Linked DNA regions of Mus musculus: all the other regions are linked to region 2. A link is a contact called in public promoter capture Hi-C data. All regions are on one chromosome and are shown on one strand. The core of a region is the stretch at or near the end of the contact, and the rest is flanking DNA. Distances in the headings are between cores, read along the strand shown. Region 1 holds the start of A1cf (APOBEC1 complementation factor). Region 2 holds the start of Fas (Fas (TNF receptor superfamily member 6)). Region 3 holds the start of Ppp1r3c (protein phosphatase 1, regulatory subunit 3C). Region 4 holds the start of Hectd2 (HECT domain E3 ubiquitin protein ligase 2).

Evidence for each region. Promoter capture Hi-C pulls out the DNA fragments that hold promoters and counts their contacts.
Region 1: a promoter capture Hi-C map of liver shows a contact between it and region 2, with 5 times the contacts expected there. A contact is called at or near these places in 2 of 39 promoter capture datasets (liver and pre-B cells).
Region 3: a contact with region 2 is called in a promoter capture Hi-C map of liver, with 6 times the contacts expected there. A contact is called at or near these places in 2 of 39 promoter capture datasets (hippocampal neurons and liver).
Region 4: a promoter capture Hi-C map of liver shows a contact between it and region 2, with 4 times the contacts expected there. A contact is called at or near these places in 2 of 39 promoter capture datasets (both in liver).

The regions. Positions count from the first base shown.
Region 1 is chr19:31,865,496-31,872,693 of GRCm38.p6, reverse strand. It overlaps A1cf (APOBEC1 complementation factor), which reads right to left and starts at 3,881. Exons shown (of 12, transcript NM_001081074.2): 1 at 3,835-3,881.
Region 2 is chr19:34,285,733-34,292,500 of GRCm38.p6, reverse strand. It overlaps Fas (Fas (TNF receptor superfamily member 6)), which reads right to left and starts at 1,842. Exons shown (of 9, transcript NM_007987.2): 1 at 1,757-1,842. The coding sequence starts at 1,786.
Region 3 is chr19:36,733,040-36,740,416 of GRCm38.p6, reverse strand. It overlaps Ppp1r3c (protein phosphatase 1, regulatory subunit 3C), which reads left to right and starts at 3,813. Exons shown (of 2, transcript NM_016854.2): 1 at 3,813-3,864; 2 at 6,063-7,377. The coding sequence starts at 3,851. The coding sequence ends at 7,002.
Region 4 is chr19:36,550,263-36,557,433 of GRCm38.p6, reverse strand. It overlaps Hectd2 (HECT domain E3 ubiquitin protein ligase 2), which reads right to left and starts at 2,795. Exons shown (of 21, transcript NM_172637.3): 1 at 2,519-2,795. The coding sequence starts at 2,650. Gm41838 (a long non-coding RNA gene) reads left to right here and starts at 3,395. Exons shown (of 2, transcript XR_877830.3): 1 at 3,395-3,582; 2 at 3,700-4,509.

The DNA of each region.
Region 1 (7,198 bases), core at 2,632-5,131, 2.4 Mb after region 2:
ACAATGTACTGATATACATAAAATTCATAAACAATTCTTTAAAAAAACCTAAAATTATTTGAAAGAAATACATCTGTCTTGAACATAAACAGGCATTTATCTTGAATAAGATATAAACAATTCAGCATGAAAGTCTTTAATAGTGTTTACAATGTGCAAGGGACAGGAAGTAGCCCCGAGCGAACTAAGAGTATTTAAAAGAATGTGCAAGCATTGTGTGTACACACTGCACTTTTTTCTATAGGAGACTTGAATATATGAGAATTTGGGTACCATAGAGGTCCTGGGCCCAATCCCCAAACCAATTATCAGTGTGTGACTATATTTTAGTCTTTTATTTGGAGTCATCAGAAATATTCAACACAAAACTTTGGTTGTATTAAATTAAAATGATCAGCCCTAAATTTATTCAAGTAATGCCATATGGTCTGAGTCGGTTGTATTTATATATTTAAGAATATCTATCTATCTATCTATCTATCTATCTATCTATCTATCTATCTATCTATCTATCTATCTATTTCTCTCTATCTATCTATCTATCTATCTATCTATCTATCTATCTATCTATCTATCTATCTCTATCTGTCTGTCTGTCTGTCTATCATCTATCTATCTATCTATCTATCTATCTATCTATCTATCTATCTATCTATCATCTTCCCACCCTACACACTCACACACACACACACACACACACACACACACACACATATATACAGGTCATATATTTGAGTAAGAGCAATGGGAGGAACTTGGGAAGGATCGAGAGGAGGAAAGGGAAGGGAAAAATGACGAAATTTGAAAAATAAAATTCTAAATAATCTTAAAAGCCATAGCCTGTTTGGAATAGGGTTGATGGCTTAAAATGATAAATCATCTTTCCTGATCCATTTGGCAGTAAATATTTGTTAATGATAACTGACTAGATTTGCAGTCTTAAGCTAAGGGACAGATGGGTTTTGATGTTGAATATGCATGGTCACCTCTAGAGTGAGGCTTCTCTTCCAACTGCCTTTCCTGAGGAAGTTTGGACTGTTGGAGTTGCACTTGAGAGAAACCTAGTTACTGTGTCCATGGATAAGATAAAGCAGTGTTTATCCTCTGTCGATCAATACTGTCTTGTTTGAACTTTCTGAGTCGTGTACAGGCACATGTGGTAATGAAAGCCATTGGGCAATAGTACCCAAAGTATTACCCAGCATTCTAAAGGGATACCAGAGTTTTTTGATAGCTACTGAAATAGTTTTTAAACCATCTGTCTGTGTAATAAAGTTAACATGTACAGTGTCAGAATGTCAGAGTGTGAAACTATAGATGTCAATACAGACATGTTGAATTTTTAGTAGCAGCTTTGAGAAAGTCTCTAAAATGAAATTTATCCTGTTTGTAGTTTTGTGTGTGTGTGTGTGTGTGTGTGTGTGTGTATGTGTACAGGTTCCAAAGAAGTGCGGTGGCTTTTGTAAATAATGAGTTTCTTTATTTATATAGTTTTCTATTTTAATGGAATTGTTTTGAGAAAGCTAGTGGGTGGTAAGTTTAAGTTTTTCTGAAAAAAAAATGTTATTAATGGGACCATGGTAGAAGAGGTCAACTGGTTCCTAAGCACCAGTGCTCTACTTAATAATATTTATAATGTCCTGTAGGCACATCACACATCCATTTCACATCCGAGGAATCTGAGATCTCAGGAACTCAAGTAATGTGCACAGCTTCACAGGCCAGGGAGGTCTGGGGTAACTGTTCCAGCCTGATTATGTCTGTAAAAGAGTATGGCACTCTTTCTGGGATTAATTTTAAAGCCTTTAATCTAAGCATGGCTTTGTGGAGGATTGTGAAAGAATGTGATTTCTTGGAAGGTTTGGCTGAGATCAATCCAAATGTGGAGATTTCCATTGATCTGCGCATTGCAAATAGGCATGGGCTGCAAAAATATTTTACTCTTAGCCTGTAGCCTAACGAGTAAAATTTTGGAGAGATGCTGATAGACAAATGCTCCTGGAGGAAGAAGTTCTCTCTAAAGGAAGGTTAGGAAACTGCATTACTTGTTCTTTTGGCTAGTCCCAATGATAAACACCCATGTACACAGAGTGAATCCTAGTGACAGGGTACAGAGCACCCATGTGCTCTGCAAGTAGACCGCCTGACTGCGTAACCTGGCTATGTCACTTGCCTTTAACATCAAGTCTGTTAAATAATTTGTCTGAGCCTCAATCTAATAACAGTATGATATATAGTAGTATAGTATAATGATAGTATTAGCCTCATACGGGTATTCTAAGAATAACATGAATTTAAACTTAGAACATGTGCTTAGAAATGTGCTTGGTAATCTAACACTTAACAATGATTACTGTTACACTGAAGAGCACCCAGATGGTAAGATGGCCTGCTCTCTGTTGTCTTACTCAGCTCATTTGATTGACTGTTGGAGACGCATGTTTGTGACTCCCTATGCTCCTCAAGTGCAGTAGAGGTAATGTTGATATTGAAACATCACAGGTTAACTTGTCTAGTTAAAATGGCTACCCAAGATTTTGGATCCATTATGGTGTTCTGTGAGTGTCACTTAAAACAATCTGTTTGTAGCCAACTGTATTTTATCTTTCCCCTATATTTAATCCATAGTAAATTGGAGCATCAAGCTGTATGCACTTTCTTAAGCTGAGAAGTACCACTATTATTCCAGAAAACATGGTCTTAAAAATAAACCAGGTGTGTCTACTTCTCTGTGTCAGCCAGGGAACTCCTGATTGTTTGGACAGGTAAGTGACTTCCCTTTTATCTCCAGATTCCATTCCCTGACAGTACATGCTGCTGCCTTTTACTTTAGTGTTTCAAGCTAGACCAACTCAATTTGATTCTCCTAAATTACAACTCGAGTGGGAATTTACTAATATTTGGCTTACAAAACGTTAATCTCCTAGGATGCACAAATGATTTCTCAGTTTTCATGGAGACTTCCATCCGTACCTTGCACTAGTACAGAAATGTGTTTCATGGGGCTGCTTGATGGCTTGCTTTATTTATAGTGAACCAACACTGGCTCTTCAGGCAGAGAGTTGAGGTTTCTTATAGGACAGAAAATGCCCTGATCTATTTCCCACTTTAGAGCCATTGTATTTTGGCTCTTAGTTATCTTTTAGGTGCGAGAAAAATGATATTGCAAAAATACATGTGCTGTGCTGGTTGCTTAGTCTGTGAAAGCAATCTAATAAATAGACACTTCAGGGTTGATATTTAACACACTCAAAACACACACTTTTCCATAATGTTTTCTTTCCTTGCTAGACTCAAAAGAAAGTAGCTTAGGATATTATTTTTGGTTAGCAGGCTAATAGCAGAAGAAATAGCAAGAATTTATCCTGATTTTTTTTTATAATGTAGTAGCACACAGAAGTTAATTGAATAGGTGGTGTCTAAAGTATTAGAGGATACACAGAACTCAGAAGGCTGTGGGAGATGTGAAACTATGTCTTAATCACATTTCTGTTGTCGGGTCCTAGAGATCAGGACAGACAGTGAAACACAGCTCTCCCCAACAGCTAGCTGGAGGTTAGGTTTGCAGCACATGGGCTCCACTTGTGAACCCACGGATGACTCCACTTCCCACAAGTTGTGGAAGCATACCCACTCAAGAAGTATACCATGAAATTTATCCCCGCTCAGTCTAAGACACTGTTTAGCTTTCCGGTTGGTTTCATTCCCAAACGACGACAATTCTCTGCATTAGGCTCAGAGATAGTTAAGAGCACAAGTTGTTTTCATGCAATCTACCAGACACTACAACCCAGAATTGAAACAGAAAATACAAACAAAAAGCATGGGCCATACCTGAGCAATTTCTGAGGTTCCCCACCCGGAAAAGGTTCCTTGATTATGGCGAATTCAGCATGCCACTTTGGTTATATTCTAATCATCGTATCAAACTCCAAAGGTTCAGTGGCTGTAGGTTTGGTTTACAATTCCCGGGAGTTAAAGTTTAACTCACCCTGTCTCTTGCATCCACGCAGCCCTTTGACCAGGTAATTGGGTCACTATGGCCTGAACAGAAGCTCCAAAACTGTCTTCCTGCCTTGTTTACAAAATGGAAATGTATTTCGTATTACAACCACCGGGGTCAATAAGATTTTGAATCTAGATTATGAACATAAATGTTAAAGTTAAATTCATTCCATTTTAGATAACTAAGCTTCGCTTTACATTGTCACCCTGTTTATTTGCTATGTCGAAGTGATATACTAGGGAAGGTAATCTGGGAGACCCTGTTGTTGTGCCACACAGTCTTCTATTGCGATTGTGCATGGAGTAAACTGTAGAGTTTTAGGTCAAGTATGTAGATAAACGCTGGTTTTCCAACAGAAAATACAAAAAGCATTTATATAACCAAGTAGCTGAATTCAGGCCAGATCAGGTTGGGAAAACATTTCACTTCGTAGGATTTGCTTGTTCAGATTTGAAGAGGGAGCTTGCTCTTATGTAAGAGCCAGTGCTGTTGTTCATTGCTTGAAATCTCAGCAGTTGCTGTGCTTCTTAAAGAATAGATGACTTGTATTTTATAAAAATGTAAACTCTATCATTAAATTATGCAGCATGAGCACCAGTCTAAATAATAAACCTAAAAGGATTTTAAAAATCTGTTTATAAGATAAAAAGAACAAACCCCCTTACTTTTGAGTGATTTTTCTTTTTCTTTTCCTTTTCCTATTTTATTTTTTACATTCAAGGCTTGCAAAACACAGGCTGTAAAACTGGAATTAAGGAATACATTTCATTGGCTTCAGGTCAAGTAAGAAGAGCTTAATTTCCCAGAAGCCAACTTTGGTCACTTTTATCTGTAGCAAAATGTGAATGATCAAGGGATGCCACCATTGATGAGTTTTTTTTTTTTTTTGATTAGAGAGGAGATTAAAGATCTATTTATTGCAGTTGTCATTCTGCCTACAGCTTTACTCTTCATTGATTTACATTTCTTTCCAGTGAGTACACACCTGTCCTAACAAAAGCACCTCTAGAATTATTGATTTGCCCTGGAATTGTGCTTATGGAGAGTCAGCTAGGGCTACCAGTCACTGTTTCTCACATACGGACATTCAAAACTAAATGTCTCTACTTATTTCTTCTAGGGAATGGAACTGTTCACCAGAAACCTTGTTAGTTTTCCTAAGAGAAGCTCAACCAAGGCTTGTCTGGCTTCCCAGTGAGTGAGGAATTATTTGAGTCTGATCCTACAAAGAATTGTTGATATTGAGAGGCTGAAGGTCCTGGCAGCAGAGGGTCCTGATTGTGTGGTAGGTGGCTGGACTGTGGTAAGTGATATATATATATATGAAAGCAGGACCCTTTAGGTAGTTGGTGGAGACAGAAAAACATAACACACACACACGCACACACGCACACACACACAGGGAGAGAGAGAGAGAGAGAGAGAGAGAGAGAGAGAGAGAGAGAGAGAGAGAGAGAGGAGATAGATGATAGAAAGACAGACAGACAGGAAGAAAGAAAGAAAGAGAGAAAGGTAGATAGGTAGATAGAATTCTTCCTTCCTTCCTTCCTTCCTTCCTTCCTTCCTTCCTTCCTTCCTTCCTTCCTTCTTTCTTTCTTTCTTTCTTTCTTTCTTTCTTTCATATTTATTTTATTTATATGAGTACACTGTAGATGTCTTCAGACACACCAGACGAGGGCATCAGATCCTATTACAGATGGTTGTGAGCCACCATGAGGTTGCTGAGAATTGAACTCAGGACCTCTGGAAGAGCAGCCAGTGCTCTTAACTGCTGAGCCCTCTCTCCAGCCTGATAGGAATATTTCTTAACAACCTCCCTTTCGGTTCAAACTATCCCAAGTTTAAAGTGCTTCCTTTGGCTAACTCACGGAGTGGCACAGCTGAGCAGGGTAGGGAACGGTTTACTTCCTGACTGTCCACTGACTGCCTCTACCCAGCATCTCTGCCCAAGACACAGCACTAGAAAAAGATCCAAATTTAAAATTCAAAGTATGATCTTTCCTGGAATGCATGTCACTTTTACAGCAGCCAGGAGTTAGAGTTATCCAAGTGGAGCCAGTGTGAGTAATGGATGAGCAGGTTTAACCAGCACCCCACTTCAGGTTGTTCTAACTGCGCACCCCACTTCAGGTTGTTCTAACTGCGCACCCCACTTCAGGTTGTTCTAACTGCGCACCCCACTTCAGGTTGTTCTAACTGCGCACCCCACTTCAGGTTGTTCTAACTGCGAACCCACTTCAGGTTGTTCTAACTGCGCACCCCACTTCAGGTTGTTCTAACTGCGCACCCCGCATCAGGTTGTTCTAACTGTGCACCCCACTTCAGGTTGTTCTAACTGTGCACTCCACTTCAGGTTGTTCTAACTGTGCACCCCACTTCAGGTTGTTCTAACTGCGCACTGGGCGGCTTCAATGGAGGCTGGACTTCCAAAATCAGGTGCTGACAGGATCTCTTTTTTTCTGATTATGTCCATGCATGAATTTTCTTGGTATATGGCCATGGAGAGAGACATTTTAAAATATATTTTTATTTTATTTATGTATGTGTGTGGGCATATGCATGCCACAGCATGAGTGTATAGAACAGAGGCTAATTTTCAGAAGTCGATTCTCTCTTTCTACCATGTGGGTCCTAGGGATCTAACACAGGCAATCAGGTGCCAAAGCAGATCAGGTGTGTTGGCAGGTGTCTTTACTACATCTTGGTGGCCAGAGACCTTTTCCTAAGAAGGGCATTTATACTCTCCAAGGTCATATGCTCATGTCCTACTATAACTTTAATTTTTTTCAAAACCTATTTTTAGTGATGGTTCTTAAATGCCTTAACCTCCCTCCTAGCCCATCACCCACCAGAAGTAGTGGGAAAGAAAGGGGGAAGGAGTGGACTTATTTAGAAAGCTTCTTTGGAGCAACTCTCATCTGTGTTGTCTGGAAATTAGCAGTTCAGTTCACAGGTTAGCAGCGGCAGGTTAAGTCACTTGAAAACATTTCATGGATGGACCAGCACGCAGTCCAGTTCAGTAGACTCAGGTTAGCAACAGCAGGGTCACGACCTAGCAGAGATTTAGCCTCTGCTTGAGTCAGCAAGAGGGACCAGGAGGAATGCCAGAAGAAGTTCTCAGCTGTGTCTCTCTCAGGGAAGCAAAGATGATGGAAGACACAAGACCCGTAAGCTAGCTCTATAAGCAAGCCT
Region 2 (6,768 bases), core at 593-3,092:
TTCCTCACCTGCAGGCTGTCCCTTCTAGGGGAAGAACAATATGGATCTAGGGTAGGGATGGAGGTCAGTAAATCAGGTTGTGGAAAAGAATCGCTAGGAAAAAAAAACCCTTCAAGATGACATGTTTGTACATGCCCTGCCAAGCAAACAGTCTCTGCACCATGTTGTCAGATTATCTGGTTTGCTTGTATTAAGGATTTGACTAAATGTGCCTCCTCTGATCCATTGGAAAGTCATTTCCCTTACCTCTGGCAGATGGGACATAGGAGACTACCTGTAGTGCCTATTAACCAGCACATCAAAGCACATACTTGGACCACAAGTGCCTGTTGCACATTTCAAAGTGCATGCTAGCATCCTAGTCCTGCTCACTGCCACCCCTACTCAAGCTCCCTCCAGCTCCTGGGCTTCCCATCCACTAGCGACTCATTTAACCTAAAAACCTGCTCTGCTCTTCTCACTCTGTTCTCTCACCTCGGCGCCTGCTTCTCTCGCTCGGTTTTCTCTATTCTCTAGCCTCTGCTCCATCTCTCTCTCTCTCTCTCTCTCTCTCTCTCTCTCTCTCTCTCTCTCTCTCTCTCTCTCTCAGATAGCCCTGGTCGAGTCTGCTGGCCATGTTCAGTTTACTTCTTTCTCTCTATGTTCTGGGCTCTTCCAGATGCCTCTGGCCATTTTCTCTTTTATATCCACAATAAAAACCTTTCTCTTAACCATACCATGGGGCAGTAGTGTGTGTGTGTGTGTGTGTGTGTGTGTGTGTGTGTGTATGTACATGCCCCTTGGAGTTAGATCTCAACTGAAGCCCGGCACTGTCATTTGCTAGCTGTGTGACCTCTGTTAAATGCTTAAGCTCTCGGAACCTCTTTTAACCTTGTAAAAGTAAGGAGAGGTTGTCTTCCTCCCTTCTACCACTGCTGTGAAAACCGATTTGAGATCCTTGTGCCCGGCAAATTTTTAGGGACCTGATAAAGCAATCTTTCTAAATTCAGAACTGGATTGAACCTCGGAGGGTCGAATCCCTCGGACTGGCATTTATTAACAGGCATTTCTGAAGAGACCGAATGCTGGAGAGTTCTTACTTCTGTGCCTGCAGCAGACAAGGAGGAGCTGGGACTCAGAGCCCTAGGGTTACTGGGACAAATCTGCTGTGAGAGTGCCAGCAGAAAGAGGGTAACAGAAGAAACAGTACAAACAATATAAAAATATCCACCAGTTCAGCCATCCACAATTTGACAGCTCAATTCCCGGAAGGGAAGGTTTTTTTTGTTTCCCGTGTTGTTACAGGAGAGTAAACAAATCTTCGCAGACAAAGTTACTTTGAGAAATTTTATGATCTAATGCTTGGCTTGTAAATACAGCCCAGAGTAACTCACTTCCCGGTTGAGCGAACTGTCAGAAGTGTCAAATGCCAGGGAGCCTCGGAGCGAACTTTTCTAGTGCCCTAAAGTGGCACTAGAAAAGTGTCTGGGCAAGTCTATAAGCCAGAGTCCCTCTCCAGCCATACTAAAGCGATCGATCCAAGAGCTGGCCAGCACCAAGCTCTGACCGTCGCCCCCGCCCCCCGCCCCGACCCAAACTTTTTCCAGAAAAACGCTGGACTTGGGCTTCAGCCCTGAGCACTTAGCCAAGAGCGAAAGCAGCTCCCCTGCGTTTCTAAACATCTGGACCGGTGGCACCCAATGCCAGCCACATCTGGAATCTCATGTGGTGGTCCCCAGTATGCAGCGTCCCACATCCCAGGCGTCCCAAAGCTTACCAGAGGCAGGACAGCCCAGATCCACAGCATGTCTGCAGCAAGGGAAAACAGCGGGCGGCCTGTGTGGGCAGCCTGCGGCCCCACCCACCAGCTCTAGACTGCCTGTGGGTATGTACTTTGCCTAGGCCCGCCCCCTGGCACGCACAAACCGCTTCGCTCCTATTCAGGTCTTCCCAGAAATCGCTTTGAACACGTGTATGTCACTTTTTTTCTTTTGAGGGACCAAACACAATCTTCGTAAAGCCCCAAGGGTTGCGAGAAAGTTCTGCTGGTCTCCCGGGGAAACCCACTGACTCACCACTGCACAGGCGGCCTGAGCGGGGTGGGGGTGGGGGGCGGGGGAGGAGGGGGCCCAAGCAGGGCTTGATTGCATAAATGGGCATTCCCCATCCTGGGCGCTTCCACAGTCACACCCTCAGGTCAAGTGAGATTTTTTTTTCTGCCTGCTGCTCACCCTGGAAGGAATTCTGAACTCTGTATTGAATTGGACTTTGGCTGATTGCTGGAGACAAAGACCATTTTGCCTTCACTTTCAATATTTTGTCAGTGACAGGTCTGCTGGGGCTTCTGGGGCCTCTGAATGGTAATTACCACAGAGGAGGTACACACCCTAGGATTCTGATGAGGGAGGTCCCTCCACAGAGCTCATATATGATACATGAAGTGACAATCACCACAGCAGAGGTAGAGATAATAGGCTTTGGGATCCTGATGAGGGGAATGTCCCTGGCTTCGTTTCCCAAATGGAGAATGAAGGTAAATGACTATGACAAATAACACAGCAGTTAACTCAGGGACCAAGCCAGAATCTTTAGAACCACGGGGGTTAGATATAGAGTAAGGGACTAGGGGAGGGGACAGAAAGATCTTATTAAGGAAGAGGAATAAAATAGGTAGTTATGATGGGAAGATCAAGTGGGGGAGGGGAAAGGAAGACGATGAATGGGAATACAGGGAGAGACAGCTAAAATTAAAGGGCATTTGAGAGGTATGGAAACCTAGCAGAGTCTTCCTAAAGTATAAGCATACATGAAGGTGATCTATAGCCAAATAATGGGGGGAGACAGAGCCACAAGTGAACATCTCTTGTCATCAAATGAAGTTTTCCTTTCCTGGATGGGGTTGCATCTAATTGAATCGTTGGCCAAAAAGAGTTGCATGGGAGTCCCCAAACAATGCAGCCTGTTGCCAAGACTATAGATTGCTCCCCACAAACTGAGACCCACACAACTCATTGAATATAGAGAAGTTGAGAGCAAGAAGAAAGTGCCTACATAGAGCCTTCATCCCTACATGCCAACATCTTTGGTACTGGAAGATATTCTGCATGCTACTAAAGGAGAAAGGTAAACCTCACCTCTACCCCAAAGCCTTTGATCTATGATGGTGTCCTGCTAGAGAGATGAGCTAGTGCATATAGTGGCACAAAGTTTGTGGGAGCAACCCATCAATACTGGATTTGACTTTAGCCCCACTCCACAAGATAGAACATAAACCTGACGCTACCCAAGAACCTGAGACTAGATAGCCCAGGGACCTAGGGAAAAAAACAAATATGTATGTTATAAAAACAAACAAACAACACATACATTATAATAAAATAACTCCTAATACGGAGATCCACAGCCAAATATTATTCAGAGAGAGAAAGATACTGGAACACTCAGCCCTAAATGAGATGTCTCCATCAAATCCCTCCCCTCAGTGCTCAGGGAACCCCAAGAGGAGGAGGCAGGAAGAGTCTGAGACCCAGAGGGGATGGACAAGACCAAGAAAACAAGGCCTTCCAAGTCAACAAGATCAAAGCTCACATGACCTCACAGAGACTGGGGCAGCATGTGCAGGCCTGCATGGGTCTGCAACAGGTCCTTTGCATATGCATTTATGTCTTCAAATTTAGTGTTTTTAAGGGATCCCTGAGTGTGCACATGAGCTTGTCTCTGTTTTGTGTGCCAGCTCTTGGGCTTCTTTTTCTTCTGTTTGTTTCATCCAATTGCGGTGTGTTAGTTCTGTTTCTTTTTGTATTATTCCTTAGAAGCCAGTTTGTTTTTGAGCAAGACAGAAAGGGAATATCTGGATAGGATGGAAGGTAGAAAAGAGCTGGGGTGAAAAGAGTTAGGGGACCATAGTCAGGATATAAATCTATCAAAAAGAGAAGTCTATTTTCAGTAAAAGGGAAAACCCTCACCTGCTGTGTTAGACATTATTACTTCCTCCTTTTGTTACGGATTATTTCCTGACCAATTTTCGTTAAAAAAAATTCTTATACTTCTTTACTGCTAGTTAATGAATGCATCTCAAAGTCACTTTTGTTTTGGAAAAGTAGGTAGCACTTTAGTGTCGTGCGAACATTCTAGAGCAGTGGTACTCACCCTCGCTAATGCTGGACCCTCTAATACAGTTCATGCTATGGCAACGCTCAACTATGATGCTATCTCGTTGCTACATCCCAACTGTAACTTTGCTGCCGTTGTGAATCGTAATGTGAATATCTGCTATGCAGGGTATCTGATATGTGAGCTCTACGGTGGTCCAGCCCTGTAGGTTAAAAACCGCTTGTTCACCGAGAAGGTAAGTAAGTTTGTTCAAGGTCAGCACCAAGAGTTTCCTGTTCATGAAGCAGTTTCTGGACTCCACCTCTATGGGTCAGAAGGTCTGCAAAATCCACTGATCGCTCGCTCAGCTTCTGTTTCTACTTCTTTTCCTCCCTGGAGGATCTATCTAATTAAGAATATACAAATACACACACACACACAGAATGGAGAGAGAGAGAGAGAGAGAGAGAGAGAGAGAGAGAGAGAGAGAGAGAGAGTGGGGGGACATCCTGCAGCATTGTCTTCTGCAGGTGTTTTTAAAAGTGCTCTGAATCTAGATTGTCACCCTCCTTCCTCTCCTTCCTGTAGGCGTTCTGTTCATTCTGTTTGGCAGCTGTCACTAAACTTATACCCACCCCACCCCCACCCTACCCCTCCCCCACCCCCCTTTGCTTCATCTTCCTGTAGGTTGTTGCTGCCATGAAGAAGCCTCAGGCTGTGCCCCTAATACAACTATTCTAAAATTGAAAGGAAAGGAAGAACAATTTGAAATGAAAAGTTCCATGCAAAAGGAAAGGAAGAAAAAAGAAGAGAAGAGAAGAGAAGAGAAGAGAAGAGAAGAGAAGAGAAAGGGGGAAGGAGGAGAAAGAGGGGGGAGTTGGGGGTGTGTGGAGCATAAGCTCTAGGTAAAATCAACAGCTCTTGAGTATAAACTTGAGTCAGCAACTTCACTGAATCATAAAATTCATTCTTTGTACCTTTTAACTTGGCAGGGTGAGGGATTATTTAAAGGCACTTAACAGGAAATGCAGACAGCCTGAATTCATCATCCAGACCTACACCAGAAAGTGAAAGCCAACTCTTAAAGGGTGTCTTCTGACCTCCACAGCTTTTAACTATGCCACACACTATACATACACACACAATAATCATAAAACAAAAAAAAATGCTTAGAGTATCCTAATCTGTGATTTCTCATAGTCTGTAATATGCTAACATATACTGTATCATCTAAGCGGAGGTGAGTACACATGCCGTACCCTGAAGTTCTTTCTGATGGAACCTTTGGAGGAATATCTATTGAGTGAGTAAACCTTGTTGACACTCTGAGGAGGCCACTTTGGGTATTTTCACTGGTTAGTTTTTGTCAGCTTGACACAAACACAGTAACCTGGCAAGAGGGACTCTCGGCCGAGGAGTTGCTTCCATCAGATAGCCTGTGGGCATTTTATGGATTGCTGATTGGCATGGGAGGGTGAGCGGTGCCACCCCTAGGCAAGTGGCTGTGAGTTGTATAACACAGTAAGCTAAGCAAGCCAAGGAGAGCAAGGAGGTGAGCAGTGGTTTTTCCTGGCTTCTGCTCCGGGTTCTTGCCCTGACTTTTCTCAGTGATGGATGGTGACCTGGGAGTTGTTATAGATAAGATGAAATAAACTCTTTCCTCCCTAAATCGCTTTGGATAAATGTTTTATCACAATGACAGAAGGCAAATTAAGGCAGTAAGTATTTCTATAGGTTATTTTTATCCTAACAATACATTTTGAAAAGTTATCATCCTTTCAAGTGCAATAAACGAAACCAAACCCAAATGGTGTATGTGTGTGCAAATGTGCATCCATGAATGTCATGTAGTGTCATTCTATTACTGTCTGCCTTATTCCTTTGAGACAGGTTCTGTCATTGAACCTGGAGCTTGATGTTCTGTCACCTAACCTGCCTTGGTGGCCCAGAAAGTCTGAGAAATCCTCTTATCTCTGTCCCCAGACAGATCTGGAGTTACAAGAGGAGGCCATGCCTGGCTTTTTCAGTGGTTGCTGGGGATCTGAACTCGAGCAGTCATGCTTGCACACCGAGCAATCTTTCCCACTGAGCTTGCTCCTCAGCTCTTAGAAATGTGTTCTTTTATATAGCTCCAGGCATGCCACTGGAGGTGAGGAGTGCTCTGGATAGTCATCCTGGCTTACTCAAACCAAACCATGCGAGTTAAAGTATCCTTCTACTGTACACAGATAGCACGGCTTTCTGGATAGATTGCATACTATTCACATACATAAGTGACTGTAAAAACTTAATAGGTAGAAACATTTTAACTTTTCACTACAGACAATATTTCTATTCTTTCCTTAATGGAGCTAATATTTTAAAATATTGCTGCCAGCCAAACTGCTTTAACTAAATAGCAATAAGTTGATTTAATAGTCTCCAACTGTAGAGGACATCCATGACTTTTATTTAACCCTACATCTTTTCTCCTCCTTCCTAGTAATGAGACTTCCAGGATGGGTCTAGAAAAACTGCTCAACCCCTCTGTCCTTGACTATCTGATAAGAGTGTTGTTTTTTTTTAAAGATTTATTTATTTATTTATTTATTTATTTATTTATTTATTTATTTTATGTATGTGAATACACTAAAGCTGTCTTCAGACACACCAGAAGACGGTGTCGGATCCCATTACAGATGGTTGTGAGCCACCATG
Region 3 (7,377 bases), core at 2,564-5,063, 2.4 Mb before region 2:
AAATGCTTATGTACACAGGAAGAAAGAAAGTAACAAAGAAAGAAAGAAAAAGAAAATGAGTTGGTAACTGGGGGACCCCAGGGTGAATTTCCCACAAAAGGAGTCCAGCCTCCAGGTGAGATACTGAGCAAATGCTTGGACAACCCCACTGTGTAAACCACACAGCCAGCAGCCCCTCATCTGTGGGGTACTTTTTGAGCCTAAAATAAAAGAAATATCTAGAATAGTCTCAAGGGTAAAGGGCTATGGCTTATGACTCCAGGTAACCTCAAGCATGATGCTGGACACCATGCACCAATTAACGAGCCCTGGTTGATAGATTTATTATGGGAAGACGAGTAAGACAAAGCAACGTTTGAGTGCTGCCAAGCCACACTTGGATAGAGCCCACAAACAATAAAATTCTTCATAACTTCTGGTTTAGTCCATCTTCATTGACGCAACACCCAAGGAAAAAACACTGATTCCTTTCCAGTACCTTCAATCCTGTAATGAAAGGCAGTAAAAACCAGCTAGGAGCCTGAAGGAGAGGCTTGGACTATTAAGCTTACAGGTTACCTTGACTTCTTGTAGGAAAGAATACTGTTTTCTGTTTAAAAAGTCCTCTTGAAGTTGAAATAGAAATCTGTTTTGGCAGCATTAATCAACACCAGGGGGCAGGAGCGTAAGCAGAGTCAATACAGCTTTTCTAGGACGGTGGTGGGGCTGGGATGGGGAGGGGTGGGGGCAGCCTGAGAACATTTAAAAAGCTTCCAACGTGGTTCTTGGCACCCAGCTAAGAGTCTCTCTGAATTACTTGAATCTGAAAGCTTGAAAACCTTTTCAAATTTATTTGTTAATTACAGAAGCCTTCTGTGTTCATTGTGTGTGTGTGTGTGTGTGTGGAACCCAAAAAACCAAACCAAAACGAACCAAAACAACAACAACAACAATCTCCAAAAACCACGAAGAAGCAAAACAAAAACATTTTACCACGAGTACTGTCACCATCCCCTAGTAAGCACTAACATTTTGGTGAAGAATATTCTAGAGCCTGTCCCTGCATATCTTTCCCTCCTAAGTAGAATCAAACTGCATTGTTCTTACAGTGTGCTGTTTCATAGCTTTAGCTGGTAATAGTCACCCTTTATCTCAGCATATACGGTTTGCGTAGAGAAAAGGCCTATCCAAGATTCTAGTTTTGGCTCTGACCTAACCAGCCCTTGGCTACCAGCTCTGCTTCCTCCTCGGGGTTTAGATTTATCAACTGTGAAACACAAAGTGTTTGAAGCCAACAATACACAAGGCGCCTCCTGTCTTTATCCTTGTAACTGACCATTAATGAAAGGAAGCCAGAATGGGGCAGACGGCAGTTATCCTGCATGCAGGTTCTGATCCCAGAGAGCCACAACTCTACTTGGAAGGTCCCGGCCAGGTTTCTTGATCTCCTAATGGTTTTCCTTTATCTAAGATGGTATTTATGACAGGCAGTTCCATGTAGGATGCTGTAAGTATTTAACAGATGACATGGTGCGCATGCTTGGCCCATGATAAGACTCAATGAGCCATGCATGGTGGTGACTGCTGCTTCTCTCAGGTACTAACTTTGCTGAGGTGAGAGTAGAAATGAGCACAGGAGGATCGAGTATTGAACTGAGCTCTAACGTGGGATGTTGCTGATACACACAAGTTTATTCCTCAAAGCAAATTTACCATCTCCATATTGCACAACAGGAATCTGAGGCTAGAACTTGCCTGGGTTCAGGTGAGGATTAAAACCCTAAACATTGGCCTTTCACGTGGTCTTGGCCATCTTGAGAGGGGCGTTAGTTCTGCTGTTGGTCAGGTGCTTTATTCAGAAGTAAAGCCCAAGAGAGAGAGAGGGAGAGAGAGGGATGGTCCAGCGGCTAAGAGCACTTGTTACCCTTGGTAGAGGACCAGGGTTTGGTTCCCAGCACCCACGTGGTGGCTTACAACCAATGACAGGGTATCCAGTGCCCACCTCTGACCTCTGAGGGCACTACATGTATGTGGTATGCATACATACAGAGGGGTAAAAAACACTCATATGTCTAATATAAAAATAAATCTTTAAAAAGTCCAATTATCAAGTTTCTTCCTCTGTGATGTTCAGTAGACGTTTCTTTAAAAAAATATTTATTTTAGTTTTACTTTGTGTTGGTTATGTGCACATGTGTGCAGGTCCTGCAAAAGCCAGAGGAGGGCGGTAGAGCCCCTGAAGCTGGAGTTCCAGGCTGTGTATGAGCGCCTGAGCTGGGTGGTACGACCTGCTCTCTGGTCTGTGGAAAGAAGAGCAAGGGACTCCTACCCTCTGAGCCGTTCTCCAGCCCCATAGCATGGTTCTTATTCTTTACTCCATTGTAACAATTCTTGAGTCTGACAGTTACATGACAGAGGAATTTTTTGCACATTCTAATTGGCTTCTAGATAGCCAAGCAGAGCTAGGTCATGGACTTTGTAAAAATAATCAGTATTCATACGCATAGAACAACAAGTAGGGGGAAAAAGGGCCATGAATTTGAAAGAGACCAAGGAACGTAGGAATGTTCGGAGGGAGGAAAGGAAAGGGGGAAGAACAAAAAACAAAAGAAGAAAACAATTTTATATTTGATTAACAGATATGCCTCCCCCCGCCCCTGCGCGTGCGCGCGCCTTGCTCTCTCTCCCCCCAACAGGGTTTCTCTGTGTAACTACTGAAACTCATCCTGTAGATCAGGCTGGCTTCGAACTCACAGAGATCCTCCAGACTCTTGCCTTCAGAGTGCTGGGATTAAAGGCATGCACCACCACACCCGGTCGAACTTTTTAGTTTTTAAAAGTCCAATTATCAAGTTTTTTCCTCTGTGATGTTCAGTAGACGTTTCTTTAAAAAATATTTATTTTAGTTTTGCTTTGTGTTGGTTATGTGCACAGAAGAAAAGAAAGAAATCTCAGCGAAAGCCGCTGGGTGGGTAGGGCATGAAATCAACTGTGATTTTGACCTCTGCCTAAGGATGTCATAACTCAGTCTAGGGATTTGGGCTGTCTGCTGCAATTGGTGACAATGAGCAAGGACAGTAACTTCATGTTGGCCTATAGTTCTCTCTCCCAAGCAGAGAACTGAATAGGTCAGCACATAGTCTCCATTTGCTTATTCAGAGGCAGAGTCTCGCTAGGCTGTACAGACTGGCCCTCTCTGCCTCTGTCTTCAGAGGGAAACACACACACACACACACACACACACACACACACACACGGCCACTTCGTTTCATGGGCTCACGTGTTTTCTTAACATTTGAGTGGCTGTGTGACTTTATTTGTGGAGGAAGAAGAGCCAGCCAACTTCTCTTTGCTTGGGCCAAGGTGCTTGGACACAAAGCAAGGAGCATCACAAGCATTTCAAATAACACAGACACCGGGCGGAGCCACAACTTTCTGAGCTCAGATTCAACTCTGCACAGACCTACGCGTTTCCATAGAAGACCCCGCCAGGCTCGCACAAGCTGCAGAAGGCCAGCTGCGAGCCGTGAGCTACGTGCTGCACGCCAGGCTCCGGGAACACGGCTGGATCCCGCTGGCCCAGGGCTCAGGGACTCTACGGCCGCCTTCCAGCACGCTCTGGTCACATCCAGCCCCGCGGTGATCACGTTCCAGGGGCAGGGGCTCGTGCCCCAGCTGCACAGTGGTTGGTCAGGGCGCACGGCCTTTGATTGGTCGGAGGGACCGGTTCACGTGATCTGGCTTTGATAAGCTGCCTCCCGGTTGCCTGCGGTCAGTCGGCCGGCTGGACCGCGGCGCTGCATCCTCTTAAGTACTGAGTGCGAAGTTGCTCAGGGTGCGGTTGTCGCGGTCGCCGCTGCCTCTCGGTCCAATGAGCTGCACCAGGTAGGTTCAGTGCAACTCTGCGCCCGAATGGAGGGGAGCCTGCAGCTGCGGGGACTTTGGGGGCTTTTGTGGTTTTGTCTTCTCTGCAGATGGGAGACTCCCAGGTTGATGGCTGAGTTGAATCGTCCCGGAGGCTTTGAAGGGATGGAATTTGAGTTGTATTTCTTAGCGCCTGTTTTGGGAATCTACATCTCACAGTAGAAACTGCCTTAGTGAGTCAGTTTTAGCTGGGATTCCTTTGCTGAAGTGACTCTGTTGCCTTTGAGCTCAAAGACCCAAACACTTGGGTGCAGCTTAGTTTTATTGATGAGGTAGTTTAGCCTGTGGCAAAAGGTAGAGGATTTTGCATTTCTTCTTTCCCCACTTCCCCTCTCCTGGTTTGTCATAGAAAATGCAGTCTTAGAGTTTGAGCAAGCTATTATTTTTAACTCTTGGCCAGGACTTAGAATTCCAGGGAAATAGCCCACTACTAAAACTTTCTATAAATGCAGGAGTAAAAAAGGAAAAAAACCAAAAAAACTAAAACAAAAAGAAAAACAAGAACAGCTCAACCAATAAAAAACGAACAACAGCTCCATCAACCAGGCAACCAAGACCATCTCACGAAATGTTGCATCTCCAGTTGTAACTTAGTCCAAGAATTCTCCCTCCCCAAATCCTGCCTCTTAATGGTTGTGAGACAAATAGACTTTGAGGTTTTGTTGCTGGAAGTTTGTAATCCTCTCAGAAAAACCCTAGAGCTATTAAAGTGAGTTCAGTATACATTCTTTACAGGCCACTTTGTGATGATGACCATATACAGGGTGCTGTGCTTAGCACTGGTATGAAGAGAATTCTTCAAGCCAGACTATATTTATGATCAAAATATGTTATATACATATATAAACTGTTAAAGAATAAATAATTAATAAAGCCCCAGACTCCAAAATGGCACCTACTGTATTTCATGTTTCTTTGATTTATAAGGCTGACATTGGAGAGGAAAAACCTAATTCTGTAAGTGTGGAATTATAGTGTGGTTCAAGGGAAAGAAAGGCCAGAAAAGTCTTGATGGATGGTTCTTTGTTTGATGCAAACTATTGTTATTGCCTTCCTACTTGTAAATAGGACCTGCTCAACAACAGGAAACATCATAGAAGCCCAAACCAGTAGATGCTATAATTCCATCAGTCAAAGATAATGAACATCTTAGTGTTTTCCTTTGTAGTTTTCAGTATTTATAAATTCATATATCTTCAGTGTATTTTAAAACAGCTCATTTTCTGGTTATCAGTTTTTAAAACTACTTTATGTTGTGTATATATAATGTACACTGCAGGCTACAAGACAGAGCTATAGTAAAGTGGTTATTACTGGTCAGAATGAACAAGTCTGTTATCCCTGCAGGTAGCTATTCCCTTTATAGTTGGACCTGTCATGGGCATCTTTCTATATGAACTGTAGATTGTTTAAAGTTTTTCCTTTAGTCTGTGAGATGTTGGCTGGTGTTGCAGTTGGTCATTTGTGAAAAAATGAGGATGACTGTGATAAAATGAAAAAGTCATTCTTTCTTTTAACAAGCGTCACCTACTGTCACTCTAAGGACAGCATGACATTTTAAGAATTGCTTCATTTATTGTTTCCCAAGTGGATTACTTCTCCTGAGAAGTAAAACCGGTTCGAGAGCCAAAATAGGAAACAGCAGCCAGAGGGAGCGAGAGGCTGGGACTGTGATAATGGAAGAAGCTGTCTGGCCAATGGACTCTTTTGGGGGAAGCTTTAAGAACATATTTACCTTTCTGGCTCCATGCCATGAAGCTCTACTGTAGTGGTTTTAAGTCCCCGGAATCTGAATTTTTTTTTTCTAAAGGAAAGAAACTTCTCAGGTCTTGTTGATCTGACAGGTTTAAGAACCACTGGCCCAGAACAGAGTACATAATTCCAAGAGCTGTGTCAGACTTGTTCAGATAGAGCCCTCTTGTTTCTCAGATGGAGAAACTGAATCCTCTCTGAGTGTTTCAGGCAGTTTACACATGGGCCCAGCAGCCTGCCAAGCACAGAGCTAGACTGTAGATCTCATCACCCCAGTGCTCTCCTTTTCTCCACGTGATAGCACCTCTCTGCACTGGAGTACTAGTGTGTGTGCATTTGGGACCAGGGGAAGACGACTCCAGACCTCGGTGATTACCACTGTTTTTTTTTTTTTTTTCTCATTCCAGAATGATCCATGTGCTAGATCCACGTCCTTTGACAAGTTCCGTCATGCCCGTGGACATGGCCATGAGGATTTGCTTGGCTCATTCACCACCTCTGAAGAGTTTCCTGGGTCCTTACAATGGTTTTCAACGAAGAAATTTTGTGAATAAATTGAAACCTTTGAAACCATGTCTCAGTGTCAAGCAGGAAGCCAAATCGCAGAGTGAGTGGAAGAGCCCACACAACCAAGCCAAGAAGCGGGTCGTGTTTGCGGACTCCAAGGGGCTGTCACTCACTGCTATCCATGTCTTCTCCGACCTTCCAGAAGAACCAGCGTGGGACCTGCAGTTTGATCTCTTGGACCTTAACGATATCTCCTCCAGCTTAAAACTTCACGAGGAGAAAAATTTGGTTTTTGATTTTCCCCAGCCCTCAACCGACTACTTAAGTTTCCGGGACCGCTTTCAGAAGAACTTTGTCTGCCTCGAGAACTGCTCTTTGCAAGATCGGACGGTGACCGGGACAGTGAAAGTGAAGAATGTGAGCTTTGAGAAGAAGGTTCAGGTCCGGATCACCTTTGACACCTGGAAAACCTACACAGATGTGGACTGTGTCTACATGAAGAATGTTTACAGCAGCTCAGACAGCGACACCTTCTCCTTTGCCATCGACTTGCCCCGTGTCATTCCAACTGAGGAGAAAATTGAGTTCTGCATTTCTTATCACGCTAATGGGAGGATCTTCTGGGACAACAATGAGGGTCAGAATTACAGAATTGTCCATGTGCAATGGAAACCTGACGGAGTGCAGACTCAGGTGGCACCCAAAGACTGTGCATTCCAACAGGGGCCCCCTAAGACTGAGATAGAGCCCACAGTCTTTGGCAGTCCAAGGCTTGCTAGCGGCCTCTTCCCAGAGTGGCAGAGCTGGGGGAGAGTGGAGAACTTGACCTCCTATCGATGAGTTAGGCAATCTACACACTGCCCTTGTCTGATCATAATCCTCATGCAATTCTAGATCTGTATTGCTCAATATTAGGAAGTCGTAGTTACTTTCTATCAGTAGATTTAGGTATGAGCTGTTGGGGCCTGGCTATAGAAGCTATAGCTACTTGAGAATTCATTGTTGGGGGTTTTTGAGGGTGATGCCACCAGCTTTGTTCTGAAGGATCAAGGACAGCCTGGGAACTAGTTTTATACAAGCGACACCTTTTTTTGGGAGGTGCATCATTTCCCTCTCAGTTCACCAGCTTTCACTTTGACCAAGGAAAGGTTTGAGGACTGTTGATGGTGATGGAACGCTGTGGTAAGGGTGTGAGGAATGTGAAATGTATATGCC
Region 4 (7,171 bases), core at 1,546-4,045, 2.3 Mb before region 2:
GGCACCCCTCTTTAAACATTCAGAATATAGCTTATATTTTTTGGCCTTATTAGGATCAGCATAATCTGACCTCTTCTTTATTTTCGTGAGCTGTCACTCTTACTTGTTTCTACACCGTCATAACCATGACACACTAATTTTCTGAGGGAAAAAACCCCACATGATTACAGGGCCACTTGAATTGAAATATAAACTCAAGTTGGAAGGGTGGAGCTATTAATTTGGGCAAAAAGGAAGAATCACTAAAAGGGTCCCCAAAGTTCCTGATGTCAATTAGGATACTAAACAAACCTTGAGTTCTGCTTAAGCCCTACAGAGTTCAGAAATAAACTAGGAGGCAATAAACTGTCTTTCTCTTTCCACCACATTCCATCAAGTCTTCCCCACTCTACTGGAGAATCCGGTCATCCCAGATGCCCTGGCTTTCCTCATCTTCAGATGTCAGCATTTTTTTTCCTTAGGCTTTTTATCATGATGCCTCAAAATTTCAGCTCTGAAAATCCTCTTGAAAAATATGCAATACATACTTGCATTTTCCTCTTAAAATTTCCATTGAAAAATCCAACAGCAGTATCAAGGTCAAAAGAAATTTTAAGGCACCACCAGAAACTGCCTCAGAATCCCAAGTTTTCTATTCCAAACTGTTTTTATCCTCCATGTTCAAAGATTTTTTAAAAATTCTTAAACTATAGGCTCTTTGACTAGTCTACATCCTGAAAAAGAGTGTCTTTGCAATTCACTTGGTAGCACAAATGTGGATGTGCCTTGAAATGCCATAAGGCAAGTAAGAGTTTTTAACCTTATTCCACTGAACAGAACAAACAATACATTGGCTACAGTTTTAGATACTACTGATGCCAGGAAATTGGCCAGGACTTCACTGTAGTTATTACATGTGGTAATACTTAAAAGGATTACTTTCTTAAAATCTGAAAAACTTGAAATTACTAAGACCTATGTGCTTCAGATAACAAATGTTAGACTTCCAGCCACACTGTATCAGCTTCTGTTAAGTTCCAAACCTTTCTTTCAGTTCCACTGAAATTATATGTAAATAATATTGATAAATAATAGACATTATTTGCTATATATAATATATTCTTCACTATATATAAATAATTTGGGGAAAGGTACTTGCTGTTAGACACTAAACTCATAACATTGCTTCTAAAAGCAGATGTTACATTTTCCCTCTTAATAACCACCTTAGGAAAAAACTGCCAAAGCATGGGGTGACAACCAACACCAGGTCACATGTATATGTGACCTCCATACACATATACCCATACTCACACGTATACACACACTAGACACATACCCAGACTTGAAACAAACAAACTACATTGGCATTAAGAAGTCCTACATAAAAAGCTGTGAAAACCCTGTGCACCAACAGACTACAATATGAATGACAAATTGCTTCAAAGCATCTCCCAAGGTAATTCCTAACTACAGCTGCAATTTACCAATCAGTTGTAGTTATCCTTTTAAAATGTGTGTCATTGCTGTCCAAATCTGCTGTGCTGACTTATGATAAAAGAGTTGTCTTTAACAATTTCCAGTTATTACAGGCTTCAGACATTTTTGAAAAACCTACCAAATCATAACATTATTCTGATACTAATACTTTATAAAGAAGAGTGAGCTATTTTAGTAAGTTCCTAGTCATTTAGGAGGGCGGCTTCTAGAAACTAATTGCAAGTAGAAATTTTTTTAAATGTATAATATTCCCCAAACTTTTACTATTTTGTCACGTACAGATGCGTTGACAAGTCATAATCTTTAAATACTTGAAAGCAAACTTGCCCAAAGTATTTAAATACTATGTCAAATAAAAATGTCAAAACCAGAAGTTAATCATAAAGCAACCAGACTCCCAACCACTAAGTACAAACAGGGGGAAGGGAGAGAGGGGATGATGTCCCATGACATCATTTGGCAGTATGGAGTTTGAAGGCTGAGAGCGCCTTCCAAATTAACCCTTGCAAAATCCAGCTGGGAAATTACCACGCTTATTAAGCTTGGATAGCCGAGTTTTAAAAGAAGAAAAAGCCTCGCTCCTTCAAATCACACGTCAGTACCGTATGAAAAAAATAAAAGCATCCAGGGAGGCAACTGCCTCCCACTACCCGGATAGCAACGGAAAGGTCAGAATTAGGAGGAAACTCCTCTCTGAGACTGTTCAACCCGAGGGGAGAAAGGACCGCAAAAGCGAAGGGAAGCGCTGCCTTGGCGCCCACAGGCAGGTTCTCCCACTCAGGGAAAACCTCCCTGACGCCCAACTGGCACCCATGCTCATCCAACAGAGGATGCCGACCCTCAGCAGAAAGTCGGGAGCCAGACCCCCCGAAAACAAGCAAACACCCAGCATCAGGCAGCGGACCCCACTCCCCGAGCGTGGAAGGCGCGGTTCCCAAGTGATGGCCGTTGCCCTCGAGGCGCAACTTCCCTGTTGTCCCCTCTCCAGGCCGCCTTCAACCCACCGCCCAGGGCGCCCCCCGGCCCCCGCCGCACCTACCGCGGCTGCGCCGGCCGTCACGATGGGCGGCAGCTTCTCGCGCTCCGGTTCTTTCCCCTTCCTCTCCTCCGGGGCGGCCGCGGCTACCGCCGGCGGCGCTCCGGGCGAGAGATCCCGAGCCGCCTCACTCATGTCTGGCCGGGCGGCTGAGGCGCGAGGCGGTGGCGGCGGCGGCAGCGGCGGCCGGACTGCAGCCGGGGCGGGCGCTGCTGCTGCTGCCGCGGCCGCGAGAGGGCTCCTTCCAACCGCCGCCGCCGCGCCGCCCCCGCCCCCGCGCGCGCCCGCGGCCCGTCGCGCGCCCGCGCGTGTGCGCGCGCCCCCGGGCTGGCCGCCAGGCTCCGCCGCCCACCCCCTGCGTGCGCCCGGCTCGCGCCCTCGGCCGCGCTCCGCTCCCGCGGGTCCGCCGGCCGGGGCTCAGACCGCGGCCCCGCGTCACGCGCGGGGACCGCTGAGGAGACGGCGCGGGGCGGGAGCTGGGGGGCGCCTGGTCGCCATGTTGGTCGCGGGCTGTGGTGGGAGGGCGACAGGCCTTGTAAAGGCTGTGACACGGATTCTAACCCTGGCTTTCCCTTCACCTGGAGTGGCAGGTGAGCCGGGGACCTTTGACCCAGCTGGTGGCCTTTGACCTTTAAACTCGCGCTCAGGAAGCGGACTCGGGGTCATGTCTGCCCCCTGATCTTTCCTCCAGTGCCTCCAGCGCCGGGGAGACTGGGAGACCGCTCACCTGAGCATCCTTATGACTAACTCTTTCCCCGTGTCCTCTCCTGGCCTCATCCTACGGGAGAAGCGCTTAGGGTCGGGAGAGGACAATGCGACACCGTGCTCCCCTCCCACACACACTCCAGGGCAGGACGGCCAGGCCACACTTTCCATTTCTGAGCCGCGGTCCCTCATGACTGCCAAGTCCGCCTCTCCCTTCCGTGCCCACGCGCCTACATTTTGCTCTCCCCGCCCCCCGCCGTCCTTCGTTCCCTCTAATCCCTTGTCCCCTTCCGTTTATAAGTTACAGATGGACAGATCCAAACTGCTGAGTAATCCATAATAAACCTCGTAATAAATTCTGGGTAAGAACGTTTAAAAAATTACTTTAAATCGTCATGTTAAAATATCCCCACCTCCACCACCCGACGACGACTTAGACAATTTCCTTTCTCCTCGCCCCCTCCTTTTCCTTTTATCAGTCTGCTGGAATGGCAGAGACACCTGCTGATGGAGGAGAAGGGAGAGAGGAAGTATTCACTGTACCACTTACTAAAAATAGAGAATTTCTCGACATTGAGGTCTTGGGATTTTTAGTTGAGACTTCGTTATTTTATTCATGGTGAAGTGAATTTTCTAATCCAAGAATACTCAGCTCCAAATACAAGAAGCAAGAATATCTCTGAAACAAATTCAGAGGGGATTTGGTGACTGTCATTTTATATAATTCAGAGTCCGCAGAACTAAATAAATAGTTACAGTTCTTCCTGGCATGAGGTTGTTTTTCAAGCCCAGAATTTGTAGCAAGCAATAAAGTGAATCGGATAGTGCCTACTGTATTACTTTGGAAATTATAAAGTTTGCTTCTATTTCTAGGAAGTATTTGTAGTTTTAATATAATTGCTGTCACCATCGTTTCTCTATTAATAACAAAAGGTGTACAATAAGTAGAATAAAGTAGCCAGGTATTTCATAATCTTTAGAGCCAAATGACACAGGCACTACTTTGCAACACCCTTTTCTGTCTCCTTTTTCTTGAATTTTTGTTTTTAGACCTCTCTTCTTAAATCTCCGGACTATCTCATAGACATCTGTTTTCTTTTAGCAGGCCAGCATGCTGAAAACTGGTAACAAACATTGTAAAACCAACCTTTCATTTTAAATACGATTCAAGATGTACCATGCTACTGTGTCTAGACTGGTAGAATAAATTCTGAAATGATGGTGGGTTATCTCTCCTATTGTCTACAACCAAATTTAGTAATTTGCTATTAAAATACTTGGATCAGAAACGAGTTGGATCGCATGCCTTATGCTTTCACTTTTCATGTGTGAGACAAAATAAAAGTGTGTCTGTACATCTAGTCACATTCAATAGAACAAAAATATTTAGATATTGGCAAAAAAACTGGCAAGTCAGAAGTGTTCATTTCTACTGCTCCAGACGAGATAAGGCAATGGAAACAAGCCCATTGGTTTATTCTGCTGGGAGCTCTATATAGGAAAGATAAGCATCATGATGAATTTGTTTCCACTTCCTACTAAATACATGATTCATAATGTACCACTTAAAGTCTCTTTCATACAAGCCCCGGGTAAGGACTGGGAGGTAGATGGGGGTGCTCTTGGTAAGCTAGAATGATAACTCTGGCAGAACTTGTAAGGCAACTGTCACGAAAAACTTTTTGTGTGTACCTACTGGATCTGGGGGTTGAGGGGAGTCAGACAGAGCTCTGGCTGCTATGCATAAAGATGTGCTGAAGACGCTTTTCAGTGACACCAAATGTAATGGTCAAGTGTGGGGACCTTTCTAAGTCCAGATGCAACTGGACTTGATCAATCAGGTTTTTCATCTGATTTAGGAAGGCAAAAGACCTAAAGGGGAACGGGGTGGCATGGGGCAATGAAATGGGATTTAGAGAGATTATATCCAAAGAGGAATGAATGGCAAAGATAAGAGTTGGAAGGCAATGGAAAGTCTAGCTGACAGAGCACCCCTTTAATTACACACAGTAATAATAGTGTACTGAACAACAGCAAAATTGGTTCTGAAAGAGCATTTAAGAATGGTTCCTAACCAATCATTATGATCATGTGGTCTATTTTAAATGTGTGCTTCAGACTTACTTTTAAGGTTCTATCACATTAATTTATCGCTTGATGTGCCATGTTGCACATGTGGAGGTCAGAAGGCAGCATGAGGCAGTTCTCTCATTCTGTTGTCTGAGTCCCTGAGGATGGAGCTCAGATGTGAAGCTGGGCAGCCAGCTCCTTAATCTAGTGAGCTATCTCATCAGCCTTGCGACACACTTTTTAAGGAAAGCGTCTTTTTCATATTCCAATTGAGTATTGGTCCTGAAGTAGTGAAGTCAATAAATATACTTCTTTTAACCGTGTTTGGCATACTTCCTTGGGTACAATGATTGTAACTTTTTGGAGAAAAATGCATCCAATCTGTTGCATTACAGAAGAAAGTGGAACACACTGGCCGTCAAAATGAAGCAAACACGCAGTTGTAGACAATAGGTTCTATTCAACTAGAGATGTTCTCTAAGACCCTGTTCACGACTTCTGTTTTTCACATACACAAAGATAGAGCATTTCTTACTTATTTTTATTAAAAACAAAAGCCAAAACTGTACCCAGATACTGTTTACACCTATACAACTCTTTCTTTAGAAGCTTCTAATGGTGGGATTATCATGAAAGAAAAATAAAAGAATGTGACATTTGGGGTGAAGGGTAAGAAGATGGAGAGGACCTGGGAGGAGTAGAAGCAGGGGAAAGAATATGACTAAAATATGTTATATAAAAAACGTATAATACAAATGTACGAAACAGACATCTATGGTAATAGAGAGTGGAACAGTGATGACTTAGGGGTAGAGGTCAGAGGATGCAGGGATGGAAAGGACAGAGTTGGAAGAGTGACAAAGCCATGTTCATAGTAGAAGACGGATTGACTTGCAACGGCCATATTCACTTCTGTGTGTGTGGGACCTTTATGTGAGCTGTATGATATGGAAATACGTTTCAAATGTATAAAACTGTTTAGAAAGACTGTAGTGCAGCAAATCAGAACAAAGAGAGGATGGAGTTTTGAAAAAAAAAGTATGCACTGTTGCATAGATCTAAGACTGAGGAATGTGGCGGTGATCGTCAAAATGCTGCAGTGATCGTCAAGTTTGGCACCTTAAAGCTGGATGCTCCTTGTCATGGACTCCTCAATGGTCCTTGTCATGGACTCCTCAATGCCCTTAATATCTTAAAGATTATGCTTTGTCTGCCTTAGGTCTTACCTTCAGTTTCTTACCTACTCTAATTGCCACCAGAATGACCTCTTAAAAAATATATAATTCTTTGCTGGTCCTTTGTTTAAAAATACTTCAATAGCCTTTCAGAGCCTTTACAATAAAAATCCAAACCCCCTGCTCTGGCATTCACCTGAATTCTTTGAAAAAAAAAAAGGGGATTTTCAGAATGCCCTAATTAGAGTCACTTTTTTTTTCTTCCTGCTTCCAGAACATATTGTACATATTTACTTGGCATTCACAGACCACATTGCGTCTTTGTTATTTGTTCCACAATAAATCCATGGAGAAGAGGGAAAGCGCCATGTCTAATTGCTCCTTGAATCCCCACCTGCAGGGAGCATACTATCTGGAGTGTGCTGTTGAAGTAACTCAATAAGCTCATATTAACGAAGCAAGATGTTTTTGTAACGAGGCTTGTAAAGGCACTCTGATACTATTCCCAAAGAAGAATTAGAAAAATACTCTGCATGATAGGTTACACTCATGTAGAGGATTTGACCCTAGTATTGCTACTATTTAATTTTAAATTGTATCAATTCATTTTGGAAACAAGTCTTGCTTCATAACCCAAGCTGCTCCAGAACTCACTCTGAAGATCAACCTGGTTATCAAACTTATGTTAATTTCCCTGTCTCTTGTT